5 separate regions of the Mus musculus genome follow, and regions 1, 2, 3 and 5 are each linked to region 4. A link is a contact called in public HiCAR-type and promoter capture Hi-C data. All regions are on one chromosome and are shown on one strand. The core of a region is the stretch at or near the end of the contact, and the rest is flanking DNA. Distances in the headings are between cores, read along the strand shown. Region 1 holds the start of 4930417H01Rik (a long non-coding RNA gene). Region 2 holds the start of Bloc1s6os (biogenesis of lysosomal organelles complex-1, subunit 6, pallidin, opposite strand). Region 3 holds the start of Spata5l1 (spermatogenesis associated 5-like 1). Region 4 holds the start of Slc24a5 (solute carrier family 24, member 5). Region 5 holds the start of Gatm (glycine amidinotransferase (L-arginine:glycine amidinotransferase)).

What was found. Promoter capture Hi-C pulls out the DNA fragments that hold promoters and counts their contacts. HiCAR-type assays count read pairs that join an accessible place to other places.
Region 1: a promoter capture Hi-C map of embryonic stem cells shows a contact between it and region 4, with 16 times the contacts expected there. The contact joins the promoter of 4930417H01Rik here to the promoter of Slc24a5 in region 4. A contact is called at or near these places in 4 of 39 promoter capture datasets (embryonic stem cells, hippocampal neurons and liver) and 2 of 115 datasets of contacts at active chromatin or transcription factors (astrocytes and forebrain).
Region 2: a contact with region 4 is called in a HiCAR-type map of astrocytes, with 8 times the contacts expected there. The contact joins the promoter of Bloc1s6os here to the promoter of Slc24a5 in region 4. A contact is called at or near these places in 5 of 39 promoter capture datasets (embryonic stem cells, hippocampal neurons, liver and 2 more) and 2 of 115 datasets of contacts at active chromatin or transcription factors (astrocytes and forebrain).
Region 3: a contact with region 4 is called in a promoter capture Hi-C map of liver, with 7 times the contacts expected there. The contact joins the promoter of Spata5l1 here to the promoter of Slc24a5 in region 4. A contact is called at or near these places in 5 of 39 promoter capture datasets (cranial neural crest, embryonic stem cells, hippocampal neurons and 2 more) and 1 of 115 datasets of contacts at active chromatin or transcription factors (embryonic midbrain).
Region 5: a contact with region 4 is called in a promoter capture Hi-C map of liver, with 5 times the contacts expected there. The contact joins the promoter of Gatm here to the promoter of Slc24a5 in region 4. A contact is called at or near these places in 4 of 39 promoter capture datasets (cranial neural crest, hippocampal neurons, liver and 1 more).

The regions. Positions count from the first base shown.
Region 1 is chr2:122,700,952-122,703,899 of GRCm38.p6, forward strand. 4930417H01Rik (a long non-coding RNA gene) reads left to right here and starts at 1,688. Exons shown (of 5, transcript XR_866691.3): 1 at 1,688-2,033. It overlaps Slc30a4 (solute carrier family 30 (zinc transporter), member 4), which reads right to left and starts at 1,712. Exons shown (of 7, transcript NM_011774.3): 1 at 1,079-1,712. The coding sequence starts at 1,469.
Region 2 is chr2:122,736,665-122,739,645 of GRCm38.p6, forward strand. Bloc1s6os (biogenesis of lysosomal organelles complex-1, subunit 6, pallidin, opposite strand) reads right to left here and starts at 1,698. Exons shown (of 2, transcript NR_156706.1): 1 at 1,418-1,698. It overlaps Bloc1s6 (biogenesis of lysosomal organelles complex-1, subunit 6, pallidin), which reads left to right and starts at 1,841. Exons shown (of 5, transcript NM_019788.3): 1 at 1,841-2,040. The coding sequence starts at 1,959.
Region 3 is chr2:122,629,272-122,631,971 of GRCm38.p6, forward strand. Spata5l1 (spermatogenesis associated 5-like 1) reads left to right here and starts at 1,354. Exons shown (of 3, transcript NM_001033256.4): 1 at 1,354-2,488. The coding sequence starts at 1,415.
Region 4 is chr2:125,066,499-125,069,380 of GRCm38.p6, forward strand. Slc24a5 (solute carrier family 24, member 5) reads left to right here and starts at 1,629. Exons shown (of 9, transcript NM_175034.3): 1 at 1,629-1,803; 2 at 2,274-2,453. The coding sequence starts at 1,683.
Region 5 is chr2:122,609,862-122,612,561 of GRCm38.p6, forward strand. It overlaps Gatm (glycine amidinotransferase (L-arginine:glycine amidinotransferase)), which reads right to left and starts at 1,416. Exons shown (of 9, transcript NM_025961.5): 1 at 1,287-1,416; 2 at 1-26. The coding sequence starts at 1,355.

The DNA.
Region 1 (2,948 bases), core at 438-2,937, 2.4 Mb before region 4:
CAGTGTGTTCTCTATCTGAGAACTGCATCCATGGATACCATCAATCATGAATGGAAAACATCTGAAAAAGTAACTCTTCCTCAGCGTTCGCCATTCACAGACTTGTTCTGCTCATCAATCTCTCAACGAGTCAGGATAACAACTACTTAAATACAGCATCAAATTTGTATTTTGTAGTCAAAATGATTTCCAAAGGCTTTAAAGTACAGAAGGACATATATGTAGGTTATATGCAAATAACTGCTTCGCTTTACGTAAGGGATCTTTACATAAGGCGTCACTGGATGAGGCAACCTGAGATTCAGGTTCTAGAGAGGACTCCTGGAAGCAACCCACCTTGGATATCAAAGGACGACTATAAACTAATGCGACAGTAAAAATAAGGTCTAAAGCAAGAACCTTAGAGTGAGAAATTATCTGAAATCAGTTAAAAAAGGAGAAAAAAAAAAACCCTAGCTTCTGCAGCTGCCGGGGAGACCTCTAGCAAACTGTAGATACTCCTTTTAATAATGAACTTTTAATTAGTTGGCTGTATAGAGTTTTGTAAAGCCCTTGGCTATAAGCTCAAAAGGAAGCGGCATAAATAAGCATCAAATAACCAAAATGTAGACAGAGAGGAAAGTCTGGTACTGTGGATGGCTCTCTCTTTTCCCAATAAGATTCCTCATAATCTAATCCCTTCAGAACTTCTGTGTGAGAAAACAGAATGGTGTTCAGTAACATCCCTTAGTACTATAAAATTCTGATTCTAATCCATGTCAGAATTATTTTAGACGTTGAAAGATAAACCTGGCATTTTATCAGAATCTGTAAAAGGAGAAGTTACATGATATACAGTCAAGATAACACCCTAAACCCTACAGTAAAAGGCACTGTTTATGGGAGTTACAAGATATACCTGCAAGCTCTCAGTGGGCGCTCACGGGAACCGCACTTTGGAATCCCGTGTCCCTTTCCTATGGACCCACGAAAGTCTAGATACTCAGCAAACTTCCTGAAAACAAAGTTTCCACCTCAACTCCGGCGTAGCTAACAGCTGGACAAAGTCAAAGGCAAGCGAGTCGGCGACACAACTCACCTACAAGCTCTCCGATCATGAAAAGCAAGTAGAGGACGGCAGCGATGGTCAGCCTGGTCTTCACCTTCCTCTGCTTCAGCAACTCGCGTCGCTTGCTGCAGTTGTCACAGGGGTCCATTTTCAAACTCAGCTGACTGTTGGTTAAAGGTAAGTCCTGGTCCAATAAGGAGTCATCGTCGGCCTGGAGGGCCGGGTGCGCCCCGTTCACAGGCCTTTCCGGGGCTTCCGAGTCATCGTCGGCCACCACGACTCGAAGTTTATTAAAGCGCGAAAGCCCCTCGTCGCTCACCTCGTCCGAGAAGTCGAAGGCGCTGGTGTCATTTAAGAACAGCGGCGTGTCGTCTTTCCTCAGCAGGGATTTGAGGCGCTTCCACGCGCCGGGGCCGGCCATGGCAGCGGAGGGGCGGCCGGCGACTCCGCCTTCACCGGCGCTCGGGCTCCTCAGGGCAGCGCGGCGCGTCCCTGCCCATCGTGAGGAGAACGAGACCCCGCTCCTGTCGCCGCGCCCCGGCCGCGCGCCAGCTCCGGACTCGGCGGTGCTCGGCTACCTGCGGGCCGACGCCGCCGCGCATCCCCGCCCGGAGCTCGCGCTACTGCGACCCGGGCCAGGGACCGAGGCCGAGCCCCAGCCACTGCACCCGCCCGCCCCGTGCCGCTGGGAGGCCGGCCGCGGGGTCTGACAGGCCCGGCCTCCTCCGGCCCCTGAACGAGGCGGCGCGTGCGCCCGCGAGGCGCGAGGGGAGGGGTCGGCGCGGGCACGCAGGCCGCCGCTTGGGGGCGCGCCGAGGGGGCGTGGTCGCGCGTCGCCCCCTGCCCCCGCCCTCCCGGCCCCGCCTCTCGGGCTCTGAGGTCTTGTGCGCTCTGAGCCCCCGGGTGTGCCGCGGGAAGGTCCCCCCGGAGCTGGGTGTCACTGCTCTGAATTCCCTCCACTGGAGATGGGTCTCGGGAATCTCAGGTCCGATCTTGGTTATGGATGGTCCGTGGAAAATGTCCTTTAGTGCTTTCTTACCAAGTGGGAATCCTGGTAGCTTTTCTTCTACCCAATCGGCAAAAAATTGCCGATTATCTTGGTCAAAAGGCTAGGACAAGACTAGGATGGTCAGTAGTTCTATGGCTTGCTTTAAAGTTTCCTGTTTCTCAGCAAATATGTGTCTTCCTTCTGTGTTCACTGCTACGCTCCTTGGGCACAATTGTGTGAGCTTACTTTCCCTATGTTTCATCACATTCTCAAATGTCCTCAAGAAGCAAGATTAAAGGCAACACTGTTGGTAGAATTCATTTTAAAGTGTAAATCCTTGGCTTCCACCTTTCTTTCCTTTTGAGATCCTTAGGATCTAATCCAGGGGCTCATGCAAGTTAGACACGGGGCTACACCTGCATCTTGCCTGTGGTGTCCTGCAAGCTCCTACTTCCCCAGGGTTTACAAAGACAATATTTTAAAAAGTTTTTATATCTTACCAAAATTTCAGGTCACAAAAATACAATGAAAAAAATCACACGAGGCAATTTTAACGATTCTGTTGACACCTTAGAATCCGGTGCGAAAAGAAAGCCCTGGCTACTTCTGTATTCCAGAGTGATCCCTCAGTCCTAAGTTTTCCCCCAGAGCTGCAGTCATGAAAGCAAATTAGACCCTCCATGGTCCCGAGATCAGGAAGGGAAGGCTATTGCCTAGAATTTCATCAATCAGGACACGATGGTAATAGCCAAAGGGAGACAGCTTACGAGCCATTACATTCCTCGGCTCCAAATATCTTAGGAGTAGATTGTTCTGTTGTTTTTAATGTCCCATTTAACTGCCTACAATGTTTCAGGAGTGTCATCGGAGTCTCTTAAATGCAGCCTCAAGGTAGGAGGGATGTGAATGTTT
Region 2 (2,981 bases), core at 448-2,947, 2.3 Mb before region 4:
AGTTAAAATGTTAAAAATAATAAAATTCCTAACAAGAATTCTCCTTATAGCAAAACAAATCATAAAGACAAGGTAGGACATAACAGTTTATTTCATCCATTAAATTTAAATAACCAGTATTTAAAATTTAATGAAATGTACTTAGTACTGGCCAAGAGATAGAAGGAGCCAATGAAAACTCATAGGATATGGCTCTATTCCAAAGGGCACCACAACACCATTAGTACATGAAACTTATAACCAAGCAAGGGTGCCAGGTGTTTCATCATGTTTACCATGTTGTATAACTCAGACTTTGGAATATACAGTTTGGAATTAGGGCTAGGGCATCAATAGTTCACCAATTAGCAAATTTATCGAGAATTATTTTGGTACTCTATGCATAAGAGTTTCTATTTGTCATTTTTAATTCAAAAGAAGAAAACATAAAATAATGAATGCAAGGAGGAGCTCAGTGCTAAATGGCAGGAGGATGTTTGTTGTTGTGAAATGTCTTCACTGTGACTGCTGAATGAAAGGGAGGAAATAATGAGATAATGAATGGTGTCCACAGTAAAGGTGTGTTTGAGTGTGCTGGCTCGTGTCTGCTGGAGGACCAAGAATTCAAGGCCATCCCTAATTACATATTGAGTCTAAGGCCAGATTAGGCTACAGGACACCTCACCTTGTGAAACAAAACAATAAAAAAGATATTATCCTAGAGCACTTAAAAGATGAATAGGCCTTTGAAAAAGATACTCTAGTTTGAAACAGGAACAAGCACAATGGACAGCGTACAATGCCCAGATTGCACAAGATGTTTGAAGAGTAATAAATTGTTTTCCTATTTGTATGACAACACTAATTATTACACATTCTATAGTTCAGCAACCTCACAGGGTTGAGTTCCATTACAAAAGCTTTAGGGGAGGAATTGGTTACCAATTTTTCTGGAGGTCACCCACCATCCAGAATAATGACTCCCTTCCTCTGTCTTCAAACCCATCAGTGTTTGTTTAATCATCCTTTGTAATCAAATCTTTTTTCAGACAGCCCCACCCCATCAGTTTTACAGACTGTTACCTTGGGTCCTTGGAGTACCCTTCCTATTTTAAGGTTATGTTAACTAGTAGCTTTTATTCGTTGCCATGCCCTCTAATATATTTAGAAGTCTCAAGGATTAGTCTGTGGACATTCTACCGTGGAGAGTTGAGAAGTTACCCTTGAAAAGTGGCTAAAGTGAAACTGAACATAAGATGGTGACAATAGGGAGCCAGTGCATTCCAGGGGCATGGCATTATTTGTTTATTTATATTAGTTTTTTTTTTTTTTTTTGAGATAGCTTTGGCTACAATATGGAAAACTGAACAGGTAACCTGAGGAGCAACTAGAGATGCTACTAGAGGTCAGAGTTTACAAAAGGGTCGAGAATCCTTACATTTGCTGTGGAGCTGAGTCTGTCCAAGTCTACATACTTTCCTTTAGAACTCATGATATCATCTTACAGGAGCCCAGCATGTGCTTTTGGTAATTTGACTTAATTTGTCCAAATGATGCTCCAAGAAAGCCTTTACGTCATTTCCAAGCACTGGAAGAGATCCTCAGCAACGCTCAAGCTCAGAGTTCGTATTGACTCACTTAGCGGCCCGAGTTATAAACTGGACACAACACTGGGGACATTCACACGGTTATGGCGACATCCGGTCCTCTAACCTCTCTTCCGGGTTCCGCCGGCCACCCTCTGTGAAACCGAACCCGCACGCGCACGGCTGCGCCTAGGGCGCTGACACGGGGGGGGCGGGGGGGGGCGGGCGTTCCGGACTTGCAGTAACGTTCTGCGTCGGAAAGCGAGGTTTTCCGCTTTCGTCACTTCCGTGTGCCTCGGCGGCTTTCGTCCGGATGGACTCTGGAACGCGTTAGGTTTCTTTGCCTGTGACTTCTCCACAGCACTCGCCTCACGCAGCGCCCAGTGCGGGGATATGAGTGTTCCTGAGCCACCGCCTCCAGACGGGGTCCTTACGGGGCCTTCCGACAGCCTGGAGGCCGGCGAGCCCACGCCGGGTACGGCTGTTTTGCGGGGCGACTGCCCACAGGGGCCGGGTTCGAGTGGGTGGGACTCCAGCGCAGGCGACCCTCCTGCCTAGAGCATCCTGGCCAGGCAACCCTGGTCCCGCGAGGAAACGCACTGTTGGGTGCGGTTTGTGTTAAAGGTTTGCGTTTGTGTTGCTTTTCAACTGTTTGTCACAGGGTTAGTGGTTGGCGATCAGTCTGCCAGAGAGAAGGTAGATTTTTAGGAAACTGTACAATAGTGTCTACTCATGAAATACTCTGACCTCCTAGGTGACATTACTTCATCCGAGACTCCAGCAGCCGTCCGCACATTTCCAGAAGAAATTTAAGCATTGATGCCCGAAGGCGTCCGTTGGACGAAGCAGTTAATTTGCTATATAGGCAGATGGGCACTGTTTATACCATCGTTTTTGTGAGATTGAAAACACCACTCAAATCATTTTCTGTGAGCATTGGTTCATATGAGAGAAGCTAGATGGAGCTTCTAAAAATAATCTCTGCGTTTCAGAAATAGGAAGCTACAAATAACCCAGCATTTCCTGGCAGTGCTTTTCTTTAATGACATATCCCTTTCATGACTTGTTCAGTCACATTAGTAATACTCTGTAGTACCTACTTGGAACCTGGGCCTCTCTCTTTCTCCCTTCCCCTCCCTTCTCCCCCTCTTTCTCTCTTTCTGCACATAACGAATGGGTGGTATGCATATAAATAAAAGCAGATGTCAGAGAGTAGGGCAGAGATAGGGATAGGTGCTAGCTGCAGGTTCAACTCAGGACTTATTTCATGTTAAACAAGTGCTCTACTACAGAGCTAGATCCCTAGCCTCAGCTGTCTGATCTTCTTGATAATGGTGTGAGCTTACTCTCCCATGAAACTGAATTTGCACTCTTGGATTCAGTTCCCTCTGTTTCATGTAGAGGATTCCGCAGGGC
Region 3 (2,700 bases), core at 104-2,603, 2.4 Mb before region 4:
AAATTTGGAGTCCTGTAACCAACAAAAGGACCACAGAACTGTTATTATGTTTTTCTTTTCAAGGTTTTCTTTTTCTTTCTTTCTTTCTTTCTTTCTTTCTTTCTTTCTTTCTTTCTTTCTTTCTTTCTTTCTTTCTTTCTTTCTTTCTTTCTTTCTTTCTTTCTTTCTTTCTCTCTCTCTCTCTCTCTCTCTCTCTCTCTCTCTCTCTCTCTTTCTTTCTTTCTTTCTTTCTTTCTTTCGATACCTTTCTCCATTCTGTAGTTTAGGCTTGCCTAGACCTCACTAAGTAGCCCAGGTAGAACTATAAATTGTTCTAATCCTTATTTAGTCTCCCAAATGTTGTGATATAGGTATGAACCATCACAGCAAGCTTAGAATGGTTTCCTGCAAGATTGTAAGTATGATGAATTCAGATGTATGGATGACTGAAACAATACAATGAAAATGGTCTGACTCAGAGGAGCAGGATGGGTTAAGGCTGCCTGGGAAAGATAATCTATAGTTTTACTGAGAATGTGTGAATGAGTTGAGGGCCCAGAAACACAATCCCTTCCTGATATTTGTGACACAAGGAGGGGAGTGGCTGTTTTAGTGGGGATGCTGTATATTTCTTGGCCAAGGTCAGAGAACTTTATAGTTTGGCCCTGAACGGGATCAGCCTCTTTATGCAACACGAAAAAACATGTACTGTCCTCCACACCATATCCCCACTAACTTAGCCTCTACCCCTGTTTTAAATCAGTGCTGAAATCTGAAAGGTTAAGTTCACTCTAATTGCCTCAGTGGGCATCAGTTATGACTCTCAGCTGTACCTTTCATGCGACCATGGTCAAAATATGCAGAGAAAAACCTCTTAAGATCACCCTATTAAACTTCCGTTTCCTGGTCAGTTCTTTACCACAGCTATCCACACGCACGCTAGCTTTCACACACATCCCTTTACATATTGAAGATGGTTATTATGTCTTATTATTAATGTCTTCTTTCCCATTTCTAGACGCTCCAAGTCTTTGGAACGAGGATAAAAGATCTTTCATAAGATGCGAGTATCATGATTAATTTGGCGGGTATTTTATTTACACCTTGTTTATATCTGTAAGCACGTTACACCTTGTCAGCAGTTTGGGTTTTCTTTTTTTCCTTAAGAAATCTTTTTACTTCACAAAATGAAAACTCTTATGGCCTAATGGAGCAGCCGTATGTCTGTCAGATGCCAGCGGAGACCTTTTCATTGAGGCTCTTGGACCGACTACCGGGCGTCTGATGTTTATGGAGAGCCAGGCTTTTCTCACTTTCCCAGAAGTCCTTTCGACCGTCAATCAGAGGCTTGTTCCTTCTTGGCGCATGCGCGCCGCCTGCATCCGGCAGCCGGGTGGATTGCTGCCGGGCTTTCCCCGGCGTGGTTCCCCGAGTCATGGCTCCGGACTCGGGGCCCTTCCCCGACGGACAACTTTTGAAGCTGCTGCCGGTGGATCCCCGGGACCGGGACACCCAGCGCTGCCGCCTGGGGCCGGCCGCCTTCCGCAGCTTGGGTGCGCGCCTGGGCTCGCCGCTGAGGATCTCGTTGCCCGCCGGCGGCTGCTGCCTCTGCACGGCCTGGCCGCGGCGCGACAGGGTGGATGGCTTTGTGCAGCTGGACCCGCAGTGCGCTAGCCCCGGGGCCCGGGTGGCCACGGGGAGGATAGGTATGGACTGCTTGCAACCCGTGCCCTGTCCGCCCCTGCGGCGCCTAGAGGTGTGGCCGGTGCTGCGGCCCCAGGCGGGAGCCCCGAGTTCCGCCGCGGTGCTGGAGGTAGTGCACGAGCTGCTGCGCAACCGGCCTGTGTCTCGGGGACACGTGGTGACCACCCCGCCGGGTGTCCCCGGCCCTGTCGCAGCTCTGCACGTGATGGGCGGGACACCGGACCCAGAGCCCGGCGGGTGGGTCACACCGCATACCCGCATCACGCTCAGTGACAAGCCTCCGCCACAGGTCGAGCCTCCCGGGGAGGTGACCCTTGGGGGTCTGTCGGAGACCGCCGACTCCCTACGGGAGCTGCTCCGCCTGCCGCTGCGCTACCCGCTCGCCCTAGCCGCGCTGGGGCTGGCTGTGCCCCGCGGGGTGCTCCTGGCGGGCCCCCCGGGAGTGGGCAAGACCCAGTTAGTGCGGGCCGTGGCGCGCGAGACTGGCGCCGAGCTGCTGGCGGTGAGCGCCCCGGCGTTGCAGGGCTCCCGGCCCGGGGAGACCGAGGAGAACGTGCGGCGCATCTTCCAACGAGCCCAGGAGCTGGCCAGCCGCGGACCCAGCCTCCTCTTCCTGGACGAAGTGGATGCCCTGTGTCCCCGGAGAGGCGGCCCGCACCGAGCTCCCGAGAGCCGAGTGGTGGCCCAGGTGTTGACGCTGCTGGACGGCATCCACAGGGACAGGGAGTTTGTGGTTGTGGGAGCCACCAACCGGCCAGACGAGTTAGACCCAGCGCTTCGCAGGCCGGGCAGGTTTGACAGAGAGGTAAAGTTCCTGAAAGCTCGCCTTTTTGGAATGTTGGGTCAGGCAGGAGTTGTAGATCACTTGTCACATGCAAGCTAGAACCTGGGTTCAAATCGTTCTGGGAAGCAGGATGGTCATTTGCTTTGTTGAAGTAACTAATCCTGATGCATGCATATTAAACTGAAATAGCCTTTGGAATGAGAACTTAGTCACAGTAAGAGAAGGCAGGGAAG
Region 4 (2,882 bases), core at 379-2,878:
CTCTTTAATCAACCAACTAGTGTTCCCTGTGGGCCCACTATGTGCTGCAGATTTCTGCTCTGTGTCAAACATGGGCTTGTATCTATTGGTATTTGCTTCCTTATTTAGCTTGTTTGACTTGTGTTGAACATTCTGTGTTTGCTTCTGCTGTTGCTGACACTTCAATTGTGAGCGATGCTTTTGTTCTGTAAACTGGTTTATATATTGGGTTTTGAGGGGGAGATCACAAAGCAGTCAGCACCCAGTGGCCCACTCCCCTGGAGCTGGTTCTGAGAGTTCAAGGAGGGCTCTGCTCCACTTGCTGAGAACAGACTCCTATAGCTTCTATGCCCGTGCCTCAGTGACCAGGCATCCCAGTCTCGGCTCCACAGGGCACATCCGGAAAGCTGAGTGTCAGAGAGGTTTCCACCAGGAAGGTGCTGGGTGGTTTTTAAACAGCGCAAGCTCATGAACAGCCAGGAGCAGCTCACTCTTTTACACCAGATGCAACAAGCTCTACATCAAAGGCTTGGCACCTTGATTTTTAATTTATCAGTTAATTCATTGTTTGATATTGCATATGTGCATATAATACATTCCTGTCACACCAATTTTATGTACAAAGCAAAGGAATCATAACAGTTGCAAAGCTACAGAATTTCTTCATGGCAGTTTTTAATCTCAGTCCAAGAAATAAGTAATGCCAGACAGGTGACAGAATAACAGAACAATGGCCCCACGGAAGAGACTGTCCTACAAAGGTTACATTTGCCATATAGTACGCACCAAACCAAAAGAGAGGTGATCTCTGCCTTATAGATAGTGGAAGGAAGGAACAGAGAGGTTAAGTACTTGCCTAAGGTCACACAGCTAAGAAACATTGCTTGAACTCAACCACCCTTGTGGTCTCCCCCAGACCCTGTGCCATCAGCCACAGGTTGCTCCACGGCTACAGGTTTTCAGGATCTTGGCAAACTACAGAATGCATTTGAATGCTGTCTGCCTTGTCCAATTAGCATTTTATACAGCTCCTTCTGGCAAAAAGCACAGCTGATCTATGATCAAACAGCATCCAGTCTGTCTCCTGAATAGTTCGTGGCGCTGTGGGCGGCTCTCAATCCCCATAGCTGCCACCTTCACTCACGCGGCCCTCATTTCCCAGTTCAACTGTTACAGTCACCTCCTAATTGACCTTTCTGTCTCTGGCTCTAACTGTAGATGAACATCCAAATAAAATTACAAAGCGTGCCCTGGTAGGCAGAGTATATATACACCTGCCCAAATAATTCCTAGAAACAACGGCTATTGGGAAGGGGGTGGAGGGCGGGGGGGGGGGGGGGGGGACAGCATCAAGCAAACCCAGGTCCTCTCAAATCTAGAGGAAGTCAAAGGCAGAGTCTGTGTGAAGATATTAAAGAGATCCGGCATGAGCAGAATTGCAGACTGCCTGGGCCTGCCATCAGAGTCCCGCATGGAAACAGCTGTAGTCGGTGTTTATCTGCACCCCTCCCTAACTCTTCCAACTTCCCTAGGACTTGGATCTCCTGATCAGAGAAGCCAGGCTGTCTCCCTTGCTGGCCTCCTAAGCTGCGACACCCCCCTCCCCCCGCAGGCACTGGGGAGGAAGGAGACTGCTCACATGATTCAGCATAAGTCTCCCTTGCTCCCTTCCTGAACCACACACTGCAAAGAGCACGCTGGAAATGCGGACAAAATGGGGCCCAACTTGGACAAGGAGGGTCCTGCTGCTGGGGATCTTTTGGGTCTCTGCATACCTGCCTGTCCGTGGTGTCTCCCTGCCCCCGCGCCTCCCAAGGGCCACAGGTAGGTGGCAGTGGGCCCAGACACCCCAGTCCCACGTAGAGATGTGGGATGGAGAGGGGAATGGCCTTGCCCCCTCCCCATCCCCGACTCCTGCTGTATCTGCTCTGCTTCGGAGCCCTGCCGAGGATGGGAAGCGCTCTTGATCAGCCAATGCGTCCTCAAGAGCGTTCTGTAGTAGTTCAGAGACCAAGGGGTGGACAGGGCTGCTCTTCTTATTGTTGGAGACATGATCAGTGCATTCTTCCCATTTAGAAGCAGACACAGAGAGGCGCTGTAATAATGCCTCCCTCCAACTCTCTTCTATCAGCTTATTTCATGAAATAATCTCTTACAAAGGCTATCTAAGGCTTTGAATCATACTCGTATTTCCACCAACTTCCCCATATCCCTCCCAAATACCCCAGTTTAGGCTTTGTGGGCTTCAGACGTGTGACTCCCACATCTTGTGATCTTTTCCTTTTCCTCGGCAGGAAACAGCACGCAATGTGCTGTCTCTCCAGCATCGGAGTTTCCCGAAGGGTTCTTCACCAAGCAGGAGAGCACGGATGGAGGTATCGTAATCTACTTCCTCATTATCCTCTACATGTGCATGGCCATCTCCATCGTCTGCGACAAGTACTTCTTGCCCTCCCTGGAAATCATCAGTGACTGTAAGTTGCCGGGAAGGTCTCCTATGACCTTCCGGAAGAGCTGTTGTCACACAGATGTGTCCATCTCAGCTGGTGGCAGAGCACCCATGTCTGTCCTGGGGTTCTGTGGGGTCCATCCTGGGAGTCCAGGCAGAAGCACGTTTTTTTCAGTTGTTATTATACATGGCTAGCTTCCAGAAGGTTCCTTTTGTTCCAGCACCCCAGGGGCTGTTAAGGAACAGCACCCCCCCCCCCCGGTTTTTTGTACCACTGGGTGCCTGGTCCTCACTGTTTTCTATTTCAAACCCTTTTCACTTGGGCTCTGTGAGTGGGGCAGAAGGAGATGTGGCCAAGGACCTCCTTTCTCTCTACTCCTTGACTGGCATCCTGCAGTTAAGAGAACTGAAATTCATGAACCAATAAGTAAATAAATTCTAAACTCCAAGTAAT
Region 5 (2,700 bases), core at 166-2,665, 2.5 Mb before region 4:
ACCCATCCTGTTAAGGATCCTCCAAGCTTAAAAGCAAACAAACACACACACACACACAAACAAGGTATGGTTAAAGTGTGAGACTCAGGATAACACAGATATGTACTTGAGGAGACCCTAAGATGTTGACTAGTAGAGGGGTTTTGGGTGATTAAAAAAAAAACCCACATAACTTTTTGTTGATGATAGACTGATTTTGTTTTTGTCATATGCTGTAATCTTTTAGAACTCCCAGAAAGATCTGGTTCCCAGCAACATGTTTCCCATATCTATCTCAAAGTTTTTGCAAACTAATTTTCAGAAACTTTCTTAGAAGATAGGCCATCCTCTTCCTCAAGGAAGTGCCCAGTAAGTACCGGCAATGTCCAACTGAAGGAGGAAGTCTTGCTTTTTCAGTTTGGAAGGTTACCAAAACGGAGTTCTTTTTACTGTAAATAACATGGGATCTGAAAAGACCTTATCTTTCAGAATAAGCAACCCCAACCTTTTTTTTAATCACTTTTTTTTTTCATTTCAAGTCAGAGATGACTGTCATGTGTACCATAAGGATTAACCCAGGCAGGCACAGAATGTAAACTTAAAAAGAGATCTAAGCATATTAAAAACCTTCTTTCTTTCTTCCTTCCTTCCTTCCTTCCTTCCTTCCTTCCTTCCTTCCTTCCTTCCTTCCTTCCTTCCTTTCTTTCTTTCTTTCTTTCTTTCTTTCTTTCTTTCTTTCTTTCTTTCTTTCTTTCTTTCTTTCTTTCTCTCTTTCTTTCTTTCTTCTTTTTAAGACAGGCCTGTATAACCTAGCGCAGGAAGATTCCCTTACCCACTCCCCCTGGCAAACCTCATCCCGCCCCCAAACTCTATCAGGCTGTTAAAAGTCCTCTAAGAAGGGAGCTAGAGGGACTCTTGGGTGGAGACCCAAAGCAAGAGAGCAAATGACAGCTGTTCAAGAACCAGCTGCTGGCAGAACTCATCTGCCAGAGCTATTCCTGTCAAGGAGCAAGGGAGGGTCTGCAGGCATGGGCTCGGATATCCCAAGGAAGCAGAGGGCCTGGCAGAGCAGCAGGTGGGGGACAGGATGGACTCATTCCAACTTCCCCGGTAAAGCCCAGGGATCCCAGAGTTTCAGCTGGAGCCGGCCTGTAGGCTCCGTCCATGCCCTCACATGCATCTTCCCAGAAAACGCCCTCACGGGCTACGGAACACAGACCACGCCACCCTGTTACCGGGGTGTCCAGTCTCCCTCTGGGTCCCCATCCTGCATCCCGCAGAGGTCCCGAGGCAGCGTAGGGACTCACCCGAGAGCCGATGTAGTGCACCGCCTCGGCACCTCGGCTGCCTCCGCGCAGACACCGCACCCGTAGCATCGCCCCGTCTCTGCTGCTCCGCGTGCACAAGGTCCTAGTCGCCAAGCTCGCGCCAGCTCCCAGCCTGCGGCCGCGCGCGCTGCTTTTGTAGCCGCGCCCAGGGCCTGGCCCATTGGCTGCCAGGAACAGGTGGCCTCGGCGTCCGTGGGTCACGTCCCGGGGCTGGCCCTTTTTTTTTTTTTTTTTTAGCTCGTGCCTCCCGTACTGGCTCAGGTCAGCGGCGGCGAAGACCCATGAAGAGGCTACCCAATGCCTAGCAGGGATGATGGTTCCTTAGTCTCTCTTGTTGGAAGTCCATTTTTCAACCTGAATGTGTAAACCCCAAGGCCAGTCTTAGTCCATGGGCCACTGAGTGGAACGGCCCCGAGTTAGCTTCCAAGTTTGTCGACCTGAGCCTATGTGGTGGTGGTCTTTAGAACACTGGTGGTCTTTGGCTAGGTGCTCCTGCTTTGAGAAACTCAGTTATGAAAACAGGCAGATAATAATAAGTCAAAAGTAATAAGGAGTGGGGGAGCTACAGTTAGCTTCTGCTTCTGAGGCACATCTTAAAAGGTTTCTTTCAATATGACTTGGGTGCTTGATTACAAAGTAGTTCCCTTAACTGGATTTGTAGAACTAAAACTAGAGAACTCAAATAGACACATCACTTCCTAGCAGAAGGGGCAGATTTGAGTACTTCTTGCCTGGCTGTGTCGTCCAGTCTGGCTTCCGGCCCTCCATTCTCCTGGATCCCGCGATTATAGGCTTGTATGATGAGCACCCCCCACCCCCCTGCCGGCTTCTCTGTGTTGTGTTTTCTAGAAACTGAGAACGGTGACATTGATAGTCCCTGGTCCACGAGCTAACCAGAGACCAAAATAAACGGTGCCGGTAAAGTCTAGGCAACTCTTAAGAGTCGTATGATTACGAGGTAATACTCAACAAAGAGGTCTCAAGGTCCTGATATGGTGAAGGGAGCCAGTGAGTCTAGGTTCCTATCTTAGCTCTGTTCTTAAAATGCTGTGTGGCTTGGAAGCACAACCCTGGACCTTTCTATCAAAGGCTCGCTCCTTCTGCTAGTGAGGGCTTCGGGGAATCTGAAGAATTTCTCAAAACTTAAAACTTTTACCCAATAGATGAACTCAATCAACTCTGGGGACTATGTCTTTGGGTGTACTTAGGGTGACCAGAGATGTACCCTTCTCAGTGAAGGGATTTAAAAAGATGGTTAAGGTTCAGGATATAGCTTAGTAGAAGAGTGCTCTCACTCACCTTGTATTTAAAAGCAGCCAAACAACCGAACCAACCAAACCAGCCAAAACAAACCTCACCACAAACCTTGTAAGAGCCAGCATAGTGGTTCAGT